Linked DNA regions of Hordeum vulgare: region 1 is linked to region 2. Evidence: chromatin contacts called from public Hi-C data. All regions are on one chromosome and are shown on one strand. Each heading gives the region's core, a stretch centred on a gene start, on an enhancer-like site or on the middle of the called end of the contact. The rest is flanking DNA. Distances are from core to core; before and after follow the strand shown. Region 1 holds the start of LOC123411426 (putative receptor protein kinase ZmPK1). Region 2 holds the start of LOC123408230 (protein ALP1-like).

Region 1 (3,156 bases), core at 104-2,603, 200 kb after region 2:
CAACAACATTCCCTTGGGAACTTTCAGGTAAATGTCAGTGTGAGGGTTTGGAAAGTTCTTGCCGTTAAAAAGATAGACCTTTGTGAAACATTTGCCTTCTCCCTGGCGGTAACCAAAGGCTTGGCAATTAGCATTGTCCAAGCACAAATGTTTGCAATTCTGAATTGTCACCCGTTCCCAGTAGAGCAAGTCATACCCGATGAAATCAGCTCCCGCGACCTTTCTGAATGAGAAATCCTGGGTTGCCCGGAGGTTTGCCTTGCGCCTGCACCCTTTGCTCCAGTCGCTTGCATCAACCACCTCAAAGCCTCGGAGGCAAGAGCACTGGAGCTTGGGTATGTACCTGCAGAGGGTGTTTTTGCCGCAGAGTCCATGGATGTTGCAGACTCCGCGAAATACCATCCAAGAGACTGACCAGCTGCCGGTTGTCGCATTCAGGCTGTAGAGCCTAAGGTTGCCGTCATAATCCAGAGTCAGCCTCCTTATGACCCTATCACCAAGATCAGAAGCTGCGAATTTGAAGTTATCACTCGCGGCAAACCGGCCTGTCTGCTCAAGGACTCCATACTGACTACTGTTATAGGTAGTCCTGTGATTGGCAAGCGGGTTGATGAAAGGGTCAGGCCAGTACACGCTACCGACCTCAGGGCCGTTGTAGATGAGCTTGAGCTGATTGTCAATGTCAAAGTAGAATGTATACAACCCTGACGAGAGCAAACCCCTGGCTGATGCAGACACCAGCTTGGTGTGCCGGGTCATGGGCTGCGACGGCAGAAGCGTGTCGGTGGGCGAGTCGAAGCTCCCCCAGAGCCGCCGGCCGTCCGCGTCGACGACGACGAGGTCGCCGCTGTCGAGGAGCTCCACGCGGCTAGCACCGGTGGCGCTGGTGTTGGTGCTCCAGACGGCCGCACCATTGTAGTCGAGCAGGGCCAGCGCTCCGTCCTTCCGGAAGGCGAGCCTGGACCCTATGCCGTTCACCGGCGCGTCGCGGTTGGCCGTCCAAGCGACGGTCTTCCCTGATGAGCCGGTGAACCAGATGGAGATGGTGAAGGCGTTGGTGGCCACCCTGTAGAAGCCGCAGGCGAAGGCGCCGTTGGGCGACGCCAGGATGGTTACGGTGGTGGCGGCGGCCTTGGTGCCGTCCTCGACGGACACCGAGGTACCTCTCGCGAGGTAGCTGCCGCCATGGGAACGTCCATTTGCGGGAGCAACGAGTATCATCAGCAGGAGAAGGAGTGAGATGGATGTGGTGAAGGTGTATGCGTATGCGCTTTTGATGGCTGCCATCGCCATTGCAGTTGTCATCTGGTTCTTTTCTAGTGATGCATCCAGTGCCATGGCCATGGATATATCAAGCTTTTGAGTGTTGAAAAAAAGAGTGTGTTCACGTGTCAAGTTGCCAAGTTACTGTAGTACGTAACACGTACCAGTCGCATGCTGTGGACCTGGACGGGGTCCGTACAGGACGTGGACACCGGATATTACCGGATGGAGTATAAAATAATGAGTGAAGATAAAAGGTAGGGAGCGCGATGGTTCCTTCCAGTTCCAGGTCGAGTATGGAGCAAAGAGCCGACAAGGGCGCAACGCACGATTTCGGGTTGACCGAATTTTTGCCTTGATGAGGGAGGAAAACACGTGCTTTATCATCTTATAGATTAGCTTGTTTAAAAAAACTAAAAAAATCAGCTTAGATTAGAGGTGATACCGTGATGGTCATATGATGGTAAGGTGTGCATAGTTTTTTTTTTAGAAGGAATATCATCTAGTATTACATTAGATCGTGGTGCACCATTTCAGTGTTCACCAGGACAGAAATAAAAGGCGGGGCATCCCCAGCCCAACAAGAGAGGGGCGCATCAGCCGACAAGCCAAACTGAGCCAAAGGATGAGCTACCATATTACAATCACGTCTACAGTACTTAAATTCATAGGATAGAAAGATGCATGGCATAAGCTCATTGCTTTCCTCAAGAGAATGTACAGTTCAGCACCATCATACTCGCGGCCATTCAGCACGAAATTCATGGTTTGGCAATCCGATTCTACAATCGTGCTCCATTCTCCCAACCGCACCAGCAAGGAAGCTGTCAATCTCATCCCACACCGCAAAGCCCCAATGTAAGGGTGGGGATAGTGGATCTATCACTCTCTTACAAGCTGTTTCACGAATGGGGAATTGGAGGTGGAAGAACACTAGCCGTCGTCGGGTGTAGCGCCTGATCCTTCACGGATGCCCTAGCCGATGGAGTCGATCAGCTTAAGTAGCCTCCGCTGCTGGGCCGGTCTGATGCACCCACTCTCGGCCGGTGTAGCGTGGGTTGCTCTTGCACGTGCGGTCCAGTCGCGCGCCGGTCGCCTCCGCCCCACTGCTTGGTGGGGTCGCGTGGTGAAGGCCCTTGACACCCAAGCACCCGTTTCAGTCTCCACGTGGAATGGAGCATCCTTATTTATCTTAACCACAATCGATCCAGGCGGCTCCCAGGAATGTTGCAGCACTAGTTGCGCATGTTGGGTAGGGGTCCCGTCTCGAGCCCTCACAAAATCAAACAAATGGTTGCTTACGAAAGCGCTAACTTCTGTAGTCGATCGTTGATTTTCTCGAACATTGACTTTGTTTCAACTTCTGCAGTCGATCGTTGATTTTCTCGAGCATTGACTTTGTTTCTGGTTGTCACGAGTCCCAGAGCAACACAACCACACATATCTTCTTCTCCTGCGGTAGTGAGCAAACATGATCCACCACATCAAAGGCGTTTTTGCACTCGCAGAGCTGCAAGCGGATATCTTCGAGAAATTGTTCCCTCCACAAAGCTTTAACTCTTTTGCATTTTAGAAACAAATGTCCCCCATCCTCCTTTAATCTTTGGCACATTGGGCATCCGGTATCTAGATCAACTTTTTTTGCATTGGATATTAAGTCTCGTCGGAAAGCTATTATGTGCCAGCCTACATAGGAACATCCTCATCTTCCCCGGTAGCTTCAATTGATAAAGGGTAGCTCCAGTTGTGAAATATGTTGCCACTTTTGCATAGTTTCACCCTGGCCGTTGGATGTCTCGGCATCCTGGTTTTCCTCGTCTCTTTTAGGTTAACACCTACTCCCTTCGTTCTTAAATATAAGTCTTTCTAGAGGTTCTACCAGTGGACTACATA
Region 2 (3,128 bases), core at 37-2,536:
CGCGGCCGCACCCCAAATCATGTCCGCGTCGAACTTGATTTAAAAAAACTCAACTAAAAATAAATAAACTCGGTTTAAAAAGCTTAAAACATTAATAAGATAAACATTAATAAAGGCCCACTTTTCACGGCCACAAAACGGCCCAGTTTTTGACATAATTAACATAAAAAAAATAGCCCGTCCGTCGTTGCCGTCGTTGTCGCCGTCTTCACTGGTCGCCGGTGTCGTCGACGTCGCCGTTGCTGACGAGGTCGACGTAGGGCGGCGGCGTCCAAAGGTGGGCCGGCGGTCCCTGGTGCGTGGGGGGCATGCTGGAAGCTGGCCTGCAACACCTCCTCCCGTGACGAGGCCTCCCGCTCCGGTGACCGCGGCGGCGTGGGCACCAGTTCACGGCCTCCACTGCCTGCGCCATCTCCGGTGCGGTGCAGGACCAGCCCCACGATGCGTCAACGAGCTCCGGCGGGAACGCGACCACCTCCTCCTCCTTCATCGGCTTGGGGATGGCGACGTCGCCGGCTGCAGAGAGGGCCAACCATTGACGCTCATCATGCGTCGCCATGGAGTCCTCCATGACGCGCTGAATGAGGCTGGCCTCCTCCTCCTCCGTCATGCGAGGAGGTGAAGGTGGTGATGGAGACGGCGAAGGCAAAGGCGTGGGCGTGATGCCGCGCACCTCCCGTGCCCGACGCGGCCCCGCGACCGTCCCGACGAAGTACGAGGCACGACGCACGTCGTGCTCGTCCCCGAGCCATGTGTCACAGAGGGTACTGTCGGCGGCGTACCTCGGGTCGTAGTAAAGGTCGTCGGGGAGGAGGCGGCGACGACGGTCGATCTCCTCGCGGTGCGCACGGCCGCTCGTGGGAACGCGGTCGGCGGACAGATACCACGCGCTCGGGAGGTGGACATCACTCCACGGAATCGGCGTACTCGTCTCCTAGTAGCGCCGGCAGACCTCAACGCTGAGGTACTGCCGGTCGGGATGGTCGGCGCCGGGCCTGGGAGCGATGGAGAAGGGAGTCGCGGCCTGGCGCGGTGGCGATGTGGCCTCCTCCTTGACGGAGCCGCGACGGCGTCCCGACAAGGAGCCAGCCTCGCGGTCGTGGGTGCCCTTGCGGCCATAGTTCCACGGACCCATGGCTGCGGCGGCCGGCGAGCTCGAGGAGGAGGCTAGGGTTTCGCGAGGGGCTGTCGGGTTTCGAGGAGGCCGCGGGTGTGGCGATGGGAACTGTGGACGAGCGGTCCACGGCTTCCTCATTTAAGAAGGACCGCGACCTTCCACTGGGCGGATGACAGGCGGGCCCGGCGGGGTGGGTGGGAGGTTGGTGGCCGCCTGCCACGCGTCCCTGACGCGGACGAGCGCGCGTCCGTTTGGTGTCCGCCGCGACCCAAACCCCGCGCAAGTTTGCGCTCAAAATGGGTCGTGCCGGACACGAAACGGACAAGATGGGTCTGGGCCGTCTCGCACTAGGCCGACCTGTTTGTCCGTTTTACCCCAAACGGACGGGGCCGGACAGAATGGGGTCGTGCGGTGGAGTTGGCCTTAGACACGTGAGTAATGCATATGTGTTTAACTTGTTGTAGCTAAGCACACTCTATTTTATGATTTAGCTACTAAAGTTCTTCATGCATTGGTGGGCTTCCTTTCATTTAAGTATTTTGCTTAGGTTCACGCGCTTGGCACCGTTTCTTCTTGGGGTCATCACATACATCTCTCTCCTCTTAAATATCATGTCACATCAGATTTTTTGTCTATATGACAGTCTTAGCACTGTACAAGGTGGAGCATTGGGAGGGGCGTTAGGCTTCCTCCAATGCAAAGGTGCTAAGTGAGGTGCTAAGAGCATTAAATATGTTAAGCAATCATAATCTCCAATGCATTGGTGCTTAGTTTGTTGCTGCTAAGGTTGCCTCATTTAATTGTTTAGCAACTAAAGTCTTGCATACATAGGCTAGTTCCCTTCATTTTTAATGTTTTGCATAGGTTCCCGTGACTAGCACCATTTCTTCCCGAGGACACCAAACTTCTCTCTTTCTTCTTAATTAGATTGCCACATAGGATTTTTTTTGCCTTGTTGGCATGCTTAGCACGTATCCAAAATGGAGCATTGGGAGCAGCCTTAGGTTAGCCATAGTGGGAGTAACTAAGGTAGTATCATGTACTTGGGAATAACAAATATGCTGATGTGACAGACAATTAAAGAAGAGAGAAAGAGTTAGAGTATCATAGGTAGATACCGTAACATGTTAAATGTTATGCTACTATGTGTCATGCATGTCAATAAATAAACTCATCTATGATAATCCCTTCATCCATATATATATGGCCTAATGCATTTTTCGAGATTACCTTTGACTATTGATAAGATTAATAGTATATAAACTGTATAATATGAGAATTATATGAAAGCTCTTTTTACGTACGAATTTGAAGATATGCTTTGTGTAACTTGCATGTCATATATTATTGTTTTAACATATGGTCAAAGTTAGCTTTAAAAAATCCATTACACCTTATATACATAGATAGATGGAGTACTAATTTATGATACTATGCATTATGAAGGTAGTATGATACAATGTTATCGTATCTATGATACTCTCCGCTGTGACCAGATTATAGACCAGTGAGCGCACACTCGCGTGTCGCGTCGATCGACATGAGCCTGCCTGCCTGCCTAGTGGACTGTTGACAAATCTCTTTTCGTCTCGATTGGCCTGCGACCAGGCGGAGCCCCTGTAACCTTTCCAACCCTCCAAGTGGCGCGGGCGAGGCGAGAGGACGGAGGCGACCGGACCAGACCGGAGCGCCACACCGGGCGGGGCGAGCCAACCGAACGAATGATGGACAGCGTTGATACACTAGCACTACCCTAGCCTAGCCAGGAGCGCGCACGGAAACGTCCGGACGGCGCCATCGCCGTGTCGCGTCACAAGCGATCGCACCCCCTCCATACAAAATCCCTCCACCCATCGACACCGCAACCACCACCATCGCCATGCGCCCCCGCCGCCCATGACGACGCCGCCCCCGTCCCTCCTCCTGCTCACCCACCAGCTCCTCTCCGCCGTCTCCCTCCTCGTCCTCGACCTCCTCGGCCCCTCCCCCGCCCCCGACGCCCCCCGCAAGC

What was found. Hi-C and Micro-C count contacts between places; a contact is called where the count stands out from the background.
Region 1: a Hi-C map of seedling shows a contact between it and region 2, with 4 times the contacts expected there. The contact joins the promoter of LOC123411426 here to the promoter of LOC123408230 in region 2. A contact is called at or near these places in 2 of 6 Hi-C or Micro-C datasets (leaf and seedling).

Annotation. Positions count from the first base shown.
Region 1 is chr7H:47,405,901-47,409,056 of MorexV3_pseudomolecules_assembly, forward strand. LOC123411426 (putative receptor protein kinase ZmPK1) reads right to left here and starts at 1,354. Exons shown (of 1, transcript XM_045104365.1): 1 at 1-1,354. The coding sequence starts at 1,344.
Region 2 is chr7H:47,210,534-47,213,661 of MorexV3_pseudomolecules_assembly, forward strand. LOC123408230 (protein ALP1-like) reads left to right here and starts at 1,287. Exons shown (of 2, transcript XM_045101386.1): 1 at 1,287-1,400; 2 at 2,864-3,128. The coding sequence starts at 1,287.